Linked DNA regions of Macaca fascicularis: region 1 is linked to region 2. A link is a contact called in public Hi-C data. All regions are on one chromosome and are shown on one strand. Each heading gives the region's core, a stretch centred on a gene start, on an enhancer-like site or on the middle of the called end of the contact. The rest is flanking DNA. Distances are from core to core; before and after follow the strand shown.

Region 1 (6,462 bases), core at 2,515-5,014, 150 kb before region 2:
CTGACACATTCAAGGGCACTTTGTCAGCCATCAAACAGGGCAAGACACACCACTTGGGTGACACAGGGCCGCCCAGCCCTGCACCTGCACCTGCACCTGGGGCCCCTCCTGTGCCCACAGGGCCTCCCCTGGTCAGCTGGGAGGGCTCCGCTAGCTGCCTCCTATCCCTAAGTGGATGCAGTCCCTGGATCCTTCCCCCAGGGCTGGTCACACCCAGCTGACCACTCCCCTCTGGGCCCAGGCAGTCACCAAGGGGGTCAGCTGTCCTCAGTCCACTCAGCCACACAGGCCTGGGCCATGGGTGGGGCTGCAGGACACATCTCCCCTACAGCTGGGCAGGTCCATGGTGTCCAGGCAGCCTGCCCTGGCCCTGCCCCAGGTCACGCCTGGCATGCAGAGGACGGGAGGGCGGCAAGACCCCCGCTTCCAACCCCCTTCTGTGGCCCAGATAAGGTTCTGGGGAAGTCACTTCTTCCAGGCCCAGCTTCGGGAGGGTTGCAGTGTCCACACATATCTCTCCCTGCAGCTGAACCAGGCACCAGGGGAGGCCCCCAGACAGCTGTGGGAACTGCAGGAAGGAGGGGAGGCAAGGAGAGGGCAGGAAGTAAAGGAGGGAGGAGCTGCCCAGGCATCCCCCAGGTAGGGGTGCAGGCTCCTGGGGACACTGGGGACCCCAGGTCCTCCCTGGCCCTTCCCAGCTGGCCCACCTTTGCTCTGCATACAGCCGGTGCTCTGCATACAGCCGGTGCTCTGCATACAGCTGGTGCTCAGCAAAGCTTGCTGCTGCTGATGGACGATTCCATGACTCACTCCAGCATCTCTGTGCCCCAGAAGACGGTGGACTCCTGGCCCCAGCCTGTGCCCTCTGCGGCCATCACGGGCCCGACCAGGCCTGTGGTCACAGGCGAGGCCAGGGCAGGGAGGAGGCCCTGACCACAGCAAAGGAGTCTGCAGCAGGGGAGGCACCAGCATCCAAGTGCCCGTGCCCAGGGAGGTGCCACCTCCGACAGGGCGTCAGGCTTGGGACACAGTTGCCGGGGGAGCAGCAGGGACAGGGAGGGGGCGGAAACGCGGCAGCAGGTCAGCTCCGTGACTGCAGCCCCGTGGGGGCAGTGGCTTTCAGGGACTCACAGCCCAGAAGGGCCTTACCTTCGGCCCCTTCCAGCAGTAGCACCAACTGCCGTGGCCGCCCACACTACCCTCGTCCTGACGGCTGCCCACACCAGATCCTCTGTGGCCAGCAGTCCTGTCATCCACATCCCTATCTTGCTGAAGAGCGGGCGGTGAGGACACAGGAAAGCCAGGCTGTCACCCGCCCAGGGCCAGAGCCACGATGGGTCCCCCAGGTGGGAGAGCCCTGGTCTCACCCCCAGAATGGCCCACCCTGTCCCACAGCCAAGATCTAACGCCAGTCTCCCAAGGAGTGGGCACAGGGGCGGGGAGGGAACTTTCCATGGTGGTCCAGGGGCTGGGGAGCCTCAGGGGTCACGAGAAGCTGGTGGAGCCAGGGAGCTGTGGCCACAACGTGGGTGCAGGTGCCCCAGGACGGGGAGGGGAGGGCGTGGCCTTGGGTGCTACCAGCCCCCGCACCGGCACTCAGGCAGCATAGGGGCACATTTTGGGCCTGGGGGACTGTGCCATCGTGGCCAGGAGCACCTTGAGAAGCCAGGAGGGCCAGCCAGGGTAGGGCAGAGCAGAGTGGGGCAGGGACAATCTGCCCAGAAGTGTCACCGCCCCTCAGACACCCCCAGACTCGCCTGGGCCAGGATAATAGGCAGTCCTCGGCCCAAGGCCCTGAATTAGGTACCTGGGGACCTGCACGTCTGGCCAGGACCCCTGCCTCTCTGTGCAGAATCCTGATGCCCCCTGGCAGGCCCGGGGGTTCAGCAGAAGCAGGTTGCAGCCCCCACACCCCTCTAATGGGCCACATAGAAGGTGGGCCAAGGGCAGCGGCTGTGGGGCCTGGGACACAGCAGCTGCGACGCTGCCACAGACAAGGGTCGGGTCCAGGAGTGGAGGACCCAGGGCAGTGACGAGGAGATGCAGACAGACCTGGCTTGAGATGAGGTCTGGGTGGGAGTCCAGGAGGTGGGGAACCCAGCTTCCCAGGCACCGGGGGAAGCCCCCGCCCGAGTCCTCGGTGAGCTGAGTCTCCAGGGTCTGGTGCTCCCGGCGTCCTGGCCAGGCCTTGTGGCTGTGGAGGGACAGAAACCAGGCCCAGCTTCCTGCTGGGGGTCACCTCTCCCCGGGTGTCTAGGGCATCGCTGCGTCTGAAAACTAGCAGGAAAGGGGTGCTCGGTGCAGCCTCAGGGCCTTGGGGACCCCCTTGGATCTTGCCGGCTCCCAAAATGCAGAGGGAGAGTCGGGCAGTGGGGCCAGGGCTGCAGCCCCCATGTCTCCTCCATGTCTGCCCAGCTCTGTCTACCTCAGGGAGGCAGGACTCCTCAGACTGGACCTGGCCCCTACCCGCCCCGGGCGCTTGGAGCAAAGTCTGTGGTCCCAGGCTCCCTGACAGCGGATGCTTCCCTGCCCAGCCCAAGCCATCTGCAGCCAGACCAGAGGCTGGTGTGGTGCTGTGGAAGGTTCCGGAGGGCGAGAGCCGTGATGCTGCAGTTCGCCAGCAGGTGGCAGCTGGCGCCCGCACTGCGGCCCGGAGGAGGGTTGGGCAAGGTGTGTGCTCAGGGCCATGCGGCCCAGGTGTGTGTCTGCGTGTTGGCAAGTCCGGTGCCTGGGTGGCTCTCAGGCATCTTGTGGAGCACAGGCAGCAGCAGCCAGCAAGGAGCACTCTGGTCCCATTGATGGGAGGCTCCGGGACAGACAGCACTGAGAGGAGAGAAGCTGGGCAGGTGGGGCCGCCAGGGCAGGTGTGAGGGTGACCCCGCCAAGCAGCACAGGGACGATCTGAACCCTGCAGGGCCCGGCAGCACCTGAATAATGGGAGAAGCTGTGCGAGCCCACGTGTGAGCCATGAACAGGCACCACAGCAAGGCGGGCAGGCAAGGCGGGCAGGCGTGGGTCCTGTACACACGGGTGTGGGTGTGACTGAGCAACCACTCGCCCTCTCACATCCCCTGCAGTGAGCGTAGGGGCACCGGCCTCTCATTTCTCAGCCCCGCTGGGCCCACCTCCTGCCTGGCCTCCCGGGGACTGACCTGTGGCCTCCTACCACCCTCGAACTGCAGGGGTTGCCTGTCCCCGCCTTTGTCCCCACACCTGGGGCCTGTCCCGCCTTTGTCCCCGCACCTCGGGCCTGTCCCCGCCTTTGTCCCCGCACCTCAGGCCTGTCCCCGCCTTTGTCCCCGCACCTCGGGCCTGTCCCCGCCTTTGTCCCCGCACCTCGGGCCTGTCCCGCCTTTGTCCCCGCACCTCGGGCCTGTCCCCGCCTTTGTCCCCGGACCTGGGGCCTGTCCCTGCCTTTGTCCCCGCACCTCGGGCCTGTCCCCGCCTTTGTCCCCGCACCTCGGGCCTGTCCCCGCTTTGTCCCCGCACCTCGGGCCTTTGTTGACACCTGTAGGCTCAGGTACCACGTGGGGCCCGGGACACTGGGGGCCGCAGCACATCGGGGAGGGGAGGCTGCAGTCTGGGCCCAAGGGCGTCCAGCCTCTCCACTCCCTCCCTGGTGACCTTGGGCAGAGGCCGCCCGTCTCTGTGCCTGTTTCCGCGTCTGTGTGGCACAGAAGACGTCTCCACCTGCAGTAAATCCGGGGATGGCAGAAGCGTCCGCCCCGCCAGCCGCACGCCCCGCCAGCCGCACGTCACGTCCCGCCAGCCGCACGCCCCGCCAGCCGCACGTCACGCCCCGCCAGCCGCACGTCACGTCCCGCCAGCCGCACGTCCCGCCAGCCGCACACCAGGAGCCCTTTGCTGCCAGGATTGACTGGGGATGCCTCAGGCTCTGTCAGGGCCTGGACCCTCCCTGCCTGGGTACCTCTGACCCAGCGACAGGGAAGGCCACCAGGGCAACCCCAGAGGCCTGTCCAGCTCGGAGCCAACCCCTCCTGCACCGGGGTCCCTGAGATTCACCCTGGCAGGCAGCAGGAAGGCACGGTGCCCGGTGGCCTTCTTCCCCCACGGGGAGGGTCTGGGCTGGGCTCTTCTTTGATAGGCCACCTGGGTCCCACCTCAGGCCTGGAGGAAAGTGGAGGGGTCCACACCGTGGCTGGCCCCGGGACTGGGGACACATGGGCACCAGGACACACGAGGCCCATGGGGGCCGGGAAAGTCCCCAGAATCCCCACTCACCACTCCGGGTAGGGAAGAGGCGGGGCCAGCCTGTTGACGTGCATCTCCTGCTGTCCAGAGAATGCTCCAGACATCCCCATTCTCCTGCAGAAGGGACGTCCTTGCTGGGGAGTCGGTGGCTGCAGCCAGTTAGTGGTGACTCCCAGAAGGTTCCAGGCCCCATCCAGCCAGAACCCCAGAGCCAGACCTGGGGCCACAGGGCATGACGCCGCTCTGCCTACACAGGGATGGGCAGCTGCCCACGGCCATAGACACAGGCTTTGAGGAAGCGACAAGGCTCTTGCATCAGATTAAAATGCTGCCAAGCGGAAGAGTTGGCCAAAAGCTCTCACGGAGCAGCTGGTTCAGGGCCAGCAGGCGCTGGGGTGGCACGGGGGCCCTTTGGGTGCTGTGGCAGTGCCTGTCCCTGGCTCCCAGCCTGGGAGCCCCAGCAGTGCCTTGCACAGCTGGCCCAGACATGCAAAGGGCCAGAGCCCGGCACGTGGCAGTGTTGACCGTCATAATTGTTATTGCCATAATCATCATGATCATCATTGCTATTATTATATTATCACCAGGAAACTCACCTACCTTCTGCAGGCTGCGGGTGAGGCCAAGGGGCAGAGGGCTGGGGGCTGATGTGGGCCAGCAAGGCCCAGGCCACGAGGGTGCCACCTTCATCCCAGGGATGCCAAGGCCCAGCAGAAGGTGAGCAGGGGAGGAGAGATCCTTACCCCAGGGTGACCCCATGGCGGGGGCTGCACGTGGGCACCCACTGGAGGCCTGAGGGAGACAGGTGTGGCTCGGACGCTCTTTAGCAAGGTGGGAGCCAGGGCTCCCTTAAGAGGTCCACCTTAAGAGGTCCTCCAGAGTGACCCAGGGAGAACCATTCTCCGTCCCACCCACTCCTGGATCTCAAGCTCCCAGGACGCAGAGAGAACCTGAGCCATTGCCCGGTTTGTGCTGCTTGATCACGGTGGCCCCAGGAAAGCAATTCAAGAGTTGCAGCGATGCTGCCCAGCCCCACGGGCAGGGAAACCAGGGCCAGGAGGCGGCGCTGGGGGCTGCAGCTGGGTGGACCGCGCGGCTGGGGTATGTTCCCTGCCCGCTACTCTTCTACATGTTTCCAGGTTTTATTTAGTGACTATGCTCCACTCTGTATTAAAGTATCAAGATTCCATTTCATCAAGGACTAGCATGTTTAGCAAAGAGAGTAGCAGAGGCCGGATTTAGCAACTGAAAGACTCCAGGAAACATGGAAACAACAGCTGTCAAGACGTTGGACATCAGGCGACGAAGATAGACAGCGGCTCCCTCCAACCCGCTGCTACCCGGAAACGCCACGGCCTGAGTGGCGTAAAAGCAACAGACACGCATCTCCACAGCTGCGGAGGACGGGACGTTCAAGGTCGACGCTCTGGCAGATTCGATGTCCGGTGAGGTCACTCCCTGGTTCATGGACGGGACCTTCTCGCTGGGTCCCCCTCCCCTCTGGTAGAAGGGGTAGGAGAGTTCTCTGAGGTCTTTTTTTTTTTTTGAGACAGGAGTCTCGCTCTGTTGCCCAGGCTGGAGTGCAACGGTGCGATCTCGGCTCACTGCAAGCTCCACTTCCCAGGTTCAAGTGATTCTCCTGCCTTAGCCTCCTGAGTAGCTGGGATTACAGGTGCCCACCACCATGCCCAGCTAATTTTCGTATATTTAGTAGAGACAGGGTTTCACCATGCTGGCCAGGCTCGTCTCAAACTCCTGACCTCAGGTGATCCAACTGCCTTGGCCTCCCAAAGTGCTGGGATTACAGGCGTGAGCCACCACCCCTGGCCTCTGGGATCTCTTTTGTAAGGACACTAACCTCATTCTTGAGGGCTCTGCCACCTTCTCAAGTCCCCACCTCCTAATATCATCACCTTGGGCACTAGGATTTCAACATAGGAACTGGAGGGTGAGGAAGACACAAACATACAGTCCATGGCAGACACACAAGGGGAGCCTTAAAACTGCACAGGTCACCACCGGGAGGGTCTCCAGGACAAGGGGAGCCTTAAAACTGCCCAGGTCACCGCCGCGAGGGTTTCCAGGACAAGGGGAGCCCTAAAACTGCCCAGGTCACCGCCGCGAGGGTTTCCAGGACAAGGGGAGCCCTAAAACTGCCCAGGTCACCGCCGCGAGGGTTTCCAGGACAAGGGGAGCCCTAAAACTGCCCAGGTCACCGCCGCGAGGGTTTCCAGGGCAAGGGGCCAGGAA
Region 2 (6,140 bases), core at 2,663-5,162:
CCTCACAGCCACTAGGCACCTCCAACAACCAGGTGCGAGTAATTTTTTTTTTTTTTTTTTTTTGAGACAGGGTCCTGTCTGTCGCCCAGGCTGGAGTGCAGCAGTGCAATCACGGCTCACTGCAGCCTTGATCTCCTGGGCTCAAGTGATCAGCCTCCCAGAGCACTGGGATTACAGGCATGAACCACCACTCCCAGCCTTCCAGTGCTTTTGAGGATGTCTCTGAGAGGCATCCTCAGGCTGGGGACCCAGGAACATGCCAGGTAAAGCATGGGGTCTCCCAAAGCAGGAGCCAGGGATCCAGTCAGCAACAAAAACACTCATCTCTACAGGCCTCCTCACCCCACCGGGCTGCCCCTGCTCTCCTCTGTCCCCCCATGCCCACTGCAGACAGGCCGTGGGCAAGCAGGAGGGCTTCAGGGCAAGTCAGACCCGGGCCTACAGGGCAGAGCCTGGACCTCCGCCAGAGCACCCCACACCCACCCCTGGTAGGGAGGGCTAGGAATCGGGGGCTGAGGGCTGGTTTAGTGCCTGGGCAAGGTGGTTATGCTTGGATTTACATTACATTTCAACAGCGAGGATTTGATTTATTAAAATTTAATTTCAATACATTGAAGTTATAAATTCAAAATCCAATTTATTAACCTGTTAAGTTCAATTTTACAAACCCCTATTAATCCCTTTGTAAGCCTAGAAGACTTTATAGTCACTTTTTTTTTTTTTTGGAGACAGAGTCTTGCTCTGTCACCCAGGCTGGAGTGCAACAGCGCAATCTCAGCTCGCTGCAACCTCTACCTCCCAGGTTCAAGCAATTCTCCTACCTCAGCCTCTCGAGTAGCTGGGATTACAGGTGCACACCACCATGCCCGATTAATTTTTTTGTATTTTTAGTAGAGAGGGGGGTTTCACTATGTTGCCCAGACTGGTCTCGAACTCCTGAGCTCAGGTAATCCGAGATCAAGTGATCCGCCTGCCTTGGCCTCCCAAAGTGCTGGCAATACAGGCATGTGCCACTGTGCCCAGCCTTTTTTTTTTTTTTTTTTTAAACATTCTTACTCTGTTGCCCAGGCTGGAGTGCAGTGGCTCAACCTTGGCTCATTGCATTCTCTACCTCCCCGGTTCAAGCGATTCTCACACCTCAGCCTCCCAAGTAGCTATGACTATAGGTGCCTATCACCAAGCCCAGCTAATTTTTTGTATTTTAGTAGAGATGTTGCCCAGGCTGGTCTCGAACTCCTGAGCTCAGGCAATCCGCCCACCTCGGCCTCCCAAAGTGCTGGGATTACAGGTGTGAGCAACCCCGCCCGGCCTGTGGCCACTTTAAAGGGGCTTCTGCATAATATTTGGTCCCATCTACAAACTCAATTAAGCAATTTTCAACATTTCAAACAATTTATAAATGAAGTCTCTTTTCACTCCGTTTTGTATGCTTTAGGGTTTTTGCATGCTTTAGGTTGTCTGAGTTGACAACAGCATCTTGGGCGCTTCAGTAACTCATGCATTGGCGTAGTGAGGTGGCTTATGTCTATAATTCCAGCATTTGGGGAGGCCGAGGCAGGAGGATTGCTTAAGCCTAGGAGATGGAGGCTGCAGTGAACCATGATCCACTGCACTCCAGCCTGAGTGACAGAGTGAAACCCTGTTTCATTGTAATACTTTTTTTTGGAGTGGGGGGGATTTTCCTGCCTTGGCCTCCCAAAGCATTGGGATTACAGGGGTCAGCCACTACACCCAGCTAAAAACTCATACAAGTTAACAGATTCAAAATGTAAACGTGGTGAACTGCAAGTTATCTTAGATGTTCCAAAAACATAAAATACGAAATGTTGGTTCAAGTTTCACTTAATACAGGAATGCTAACACTTTGGTTCTGAGTCTCTTAAACCTTGGTATGTCTCATTAAACATCTTCCTGAGGCTAAAAGATGGGTGCCCACCTAAAGAAGTCAGTTTTCAATCCAGGTACACAGGGCCCATTGGCACAAACTATGCAGTTTGGGAGGCGGACCACTTTGTGCTGGCAACTGACAAGACTCCCCCAGGAACCCGACCCGGTGGGAGCTCTGCAGAGGGGCCTAGCTGGGGGCTTCCTATCCTCCCATCTGCTCTTGGGGTCTGTAGTTCTGGCCCAGAGTGAACCCTAAGTAGATTCTGCAATTCTTTTTTTTTTTTTTTTTTTTTTTTTTTTTTGAGGCTGAGTCTTACTTTATCACCCAAGCTGGAGTGCAGAGTGATCTCTGCTCCCTGCAACCTCTGCCTCCCAGGTTCAAGTAATTCTCCTGCCTCAGCCTCCCCAGTAGCTGGGATTACAGGCATGCGCCACCATGCCTGACTAATTTTTGTATTTTTAGTAGAGACAGGGTTTCACCATGTTGGCCAGGCTGGTCTCGAACTCCTGACCTGAAGTGATCCACCCGCCTTGGCCTCCCAAAGTGCTGGGATTATTTTTTTTTTTTTTTTTTTTTGAGACGGAGTCTCGCTCTGTCGCCCAGACTGGAGTGCAGTGGCACGATCTCCACTCACTGCAAGCTCCGCCTTCCCGGGTTCCCGCCATTCTCCTGCCTCAGCCTCCCGAGTAGCTGGGACTACAGGCGCCCGCCACCGCGCCCGGCTAATTTTTGTATTTTTAGTAGAGACGGGGTTTCACCGTGTTAGTCAGGATGGTCTCGATCTCCTGACCTCGTGATCCGCCCGTCTCGGCCTCCCAAAGTGCTGGGATTACAGGCGTGAGCCACCGCGCCCGGCCAGTGCTGGGATTAAAGGCGGTGGCTCCCGATCGATTCTGCAATTCTTTAGCGCCAAAGACCTCTGACCTCAATGTGATCCTAAAATGGCTAAGCGCCTTTCCTAAGAGAAGTTGCATGGCCTCCTTAGCATTGCGAGGACTGCGCATATGTCCCTGAAGACACCTGCCATAGCTTACTGGGACCCTTTCCAGAGCTCTGCCGACTTTAGGTCTTCACCCCCAAAGCTCAGGTGTCAGGCCACCATCCAAGCCGTTTGCTGAGAGCGAGTGCTGAGCTGGGTGAAAGCCCACAGCTGGTGGGGGACGTGCCTCGCACTGCATGCAGCCCCCAGCCCCTTCTAGGAAAGGCGAGGGCGTCAGCTGGCAGAAAATACCGGGAAGGGAAAGAAGGAAACGTGACTAGAAAGAACAAAGCTTAGTTTAAGGAGAAAGCTCCCAAGCCGCAGAAATGGGGAAGCAGCCGTGTAGGGTGTCTCGGAGCCCACGCGCGCCCCGGGAACGGCAGAGCGGGGTAGGGTGGGGCCCGGCCGTGCGGTTTTCTGCAGGAAACTGCGCTGGGAACGGCTAGGGCTGGGTGTGGCGGTCGGACAGCCTGTGCCGAGTAGAATGCGCGGTTACCGAAAGTGCTGGCCACGCGCGCGTTCATCCAAGCACGAGCGGCTGAGTCGGGAACTCGGTTTGCCTCCCGGGGCTCCGGCTTGTGCAATGTGCAAGGCGGGGCTGCGGACCGAGAGAGCGCGCGTTTCGGGCCGTCCCCGCTGGAGACTGCGTCTCGGGCGCCATCGGCCTGGGGATGGAGATGGCCCACCCAGGAGGCGGCTGGGGGGACTCCGGGTCCCGGGAGGAGTGTGCCGGGGCGGAGCCCACCGCGGGGTTCTCCCAGCACCGCCCAGCAGGGCAGAGGCCCTGGAGCCCGAGGCCCCGTGCGGCCCCACGCCGTGGGCACCAGGACTGCCCAGGAGCCGTGGCGCTGGGAACCTAGTGCCCCCTGGGCGGGGAACCTGGGAGCCGGCTACAGCGCGAGCACTAGGGGGGCTCAAAGTGAACGCTCCTGGCCCGGGCTCCGGCCCCGCCCCGGCCCGCCCCCACTCCTGGCCCAGCCCCTCTCCGTCCCAGCATGCCGTGCGCGGCGGCGGCGCGCGGGCGCCTGGGGCGGGACTTCCGGCGCGCTGGAGCGTCTTCCGGCTGTGAGTGTGTGGCCGTCAGGCCTCCCTGACATGCAGGTGAGCCCCGCGGCGGCCGGGACCTGCTCTTCCTCCTTGCACGGCCTCAGTTTCCCTTTCGCGAAGTGGGCGCGCCGGGCAGCGAGGTTCGGCCCCGGGCGGGACGGGCGTGGGGTCGCGAGCGACGCCGCGCGGGCGCGTGAGAGCGAGTGTGTGAGGGGGCGTGTGAGAGGGTGTGAGGGCGAGGGTGAACGAAGGTGAGAGAAGGTTGCTGTGAGTGCGAGGGTGAGCGAGGGCGGGGGTGGAGGGCGAGTGTGGACGGGGGCGCGTGTCGGGGGAACCGCGAGTGGGAGGTGGAGCGCGTGCGCTAGGGCGAGCGAGCCTGAGAGCGAGGCGCGCTGGTGGAAGGGGCCTGAGTGCGCAGACGGGATGTGGCCGGCGGGTGAGGAGTGTGTGAGCGCGCGGCTCGTGTGGCAAAGTGGTGGCCATTGGGTCCCCAGGACCCCCAGGGGGAGCAGCGGCAGGAGGGCTCCAGGCGGGCTGCCCTCCCAGTGAGGGGTACGCGGTCCCCGTGAAAGGCGGGCGCGTCAGACCGGATCCCACCCTTGGTTTAGCCCCAAACCTTGAAGCTTCCATTGCTGACTGTCCGAACTGGAGGGTGACCCTCCCGCCCGTCCGCCTCGACTTCCTGTGCTATCTCTGAGCCTCCTAGCTACTTGGGACCACAGGTGTGCCCCAGCGCACCCAGCTAAGAATTTTTTTTTTTTTTAAGGCAAAGTCTCACCCTGTCGCCCAGGCTGGAGTGCAGTGGTGCGATCTCAGCTCACTGCAACCTCCGCTTCTGGGTTTAAGGGATTCTTCTGCCTCAGCCTCCCGAGTAGCTGGGAGTACAGGTGCACACCACTGCACCCAGCTAATTTTTTAAATCTTTTTTAGTGATTGGGTTTAACCATGTTGGCCAGGCTGGTCTTGAACTCCTGATGCGGTGATCCGCCCAGCAGAAAAATATTTTTTGTAGAGACCAGGTCTTGCTTTGTTGCCAAAACCAGTCAAGAACTCTTGGCCTCCCAAAGTGCTAGGGTCACAGGCCGGAGCCACCATGCACCAGTTCTTCAAAACACAATAGAATAGGAGTTGTCAGTGTGTCCATCACAGAATGGAGTTAGCTCTGATTGGCTGCTGTCGCTTTACGCATGTGCACACATGACATACACGTGTGCTGGGCTGTGATGTAAAGGGCATTTCTTTTTTTTTTTTTTTTTTTTTGAGACGGAGTCTCGCTCTGTCACCCGGGCTGGAGTGCAGTGGCCGGATCTCAGCTCACTGCAAGCTCCGCCTCCCGGGTTTACGCCAATCTCCTGCCTCAGCCAAAGGGCATTTCTTACTGCTGGTCTCCATGAAAAGCATTGGAAAGCCACTGCTGTGACTCCCATCCTTTCCATCAACACCACCGAGGAGGTCCTGGACCTACGGACTGGGAGTGCAGGAAAGTGGGAGCAGTAGCGCTCCACCTTAGCTTGTTACAGAATGATTTCTGGGACCGCTTTGGGTGACCAGGGTCGGGGCCTGTGCCTCTCCATAACACCCCACATTCCCTTTGTGTGCGGGGCCGTTCTGCCCAAGGGAAGGTCATTGGCATTTGGGGAAGAAACACGTTTTGATGCAGGAACGAAGTGTGTGCGAGCCTGGGAGTCTGTGTTACATGAAGAGCATGATGGAGAGTGTCCTCACAGGCCTCAGAGCAGAGCGGCCGGTGAGCAGTGGGGAGCCCGGGAGGTACCAAAGCCCAGACAAGGACCTGGTTGCAGTGTGAGCATCCTCACACATCACACACACCATCTCCCTGGGGCAGTTGTCTGGAAAGTTCCATGGCAAGTCAGAGAAGCAGCCCAGCATTTGTGAGCAGCCTGTATCCGAGCACTTCATCGCTGAGCTGGCAAGCTGAGTGTGAGTGGACAGGGGCAGTACCGGCCCTGGCCTGGTGCTCAGTCAGGTTCTCCTAGTGCCCCCTCTGCTGGACACATGCTGACAGGACTCTTCCTCTTCCATCCTTTCCTCTTCCTTCCCTGAAGTGTGAAATCATAGGTTGGCCGGGCGCGGTGGCTCAAGCCTGTAATCCCAGCACTTTGGGAGGCCGAGATGGGCGGATCACTAGGTCAGGAGATCGAGACCATCCTGGCGAACACGGTGAAACCCTGTCTCTACTAAAAAATACAAAAAAACTAGCCGGGC

What was found. A called contact is a pair of places that touch in the nucleus more often than the background predicts.
Region 1: a Hi-C map of liver shows a contact between it and region 2, with 3 times the contacts expected there. The contact joins the promoter of LOC107127228 here to the promoter of CHID1 in region 2. A contact is called at or near these places in 2 of 2 Hi-C or Micro-C datasets (liver and skeletal muscle).

Annotation. Positions count from the first base shown.
Region 1 is chr14:967,279-973,740 of T2T-MFA8v1.1, reverse strand. It overlaps LOC107127228, which reads right to left and starts at 3,764. Exons shown (of 4, transcript XR_010580706.2): 1 at 3,490-3,764; 2 at 708-2,194; 3 at 1-568.
Region 2 is chr14:813,372-819,511 of T2T-MFA8v1.1, reverse strand. It overlaps CHID1 (chitinase domain containing 1), which reads left to right and starts at 3,912. Exons shown (of 14, transcript XR_012422874.1): 1 at 3,912-3,968.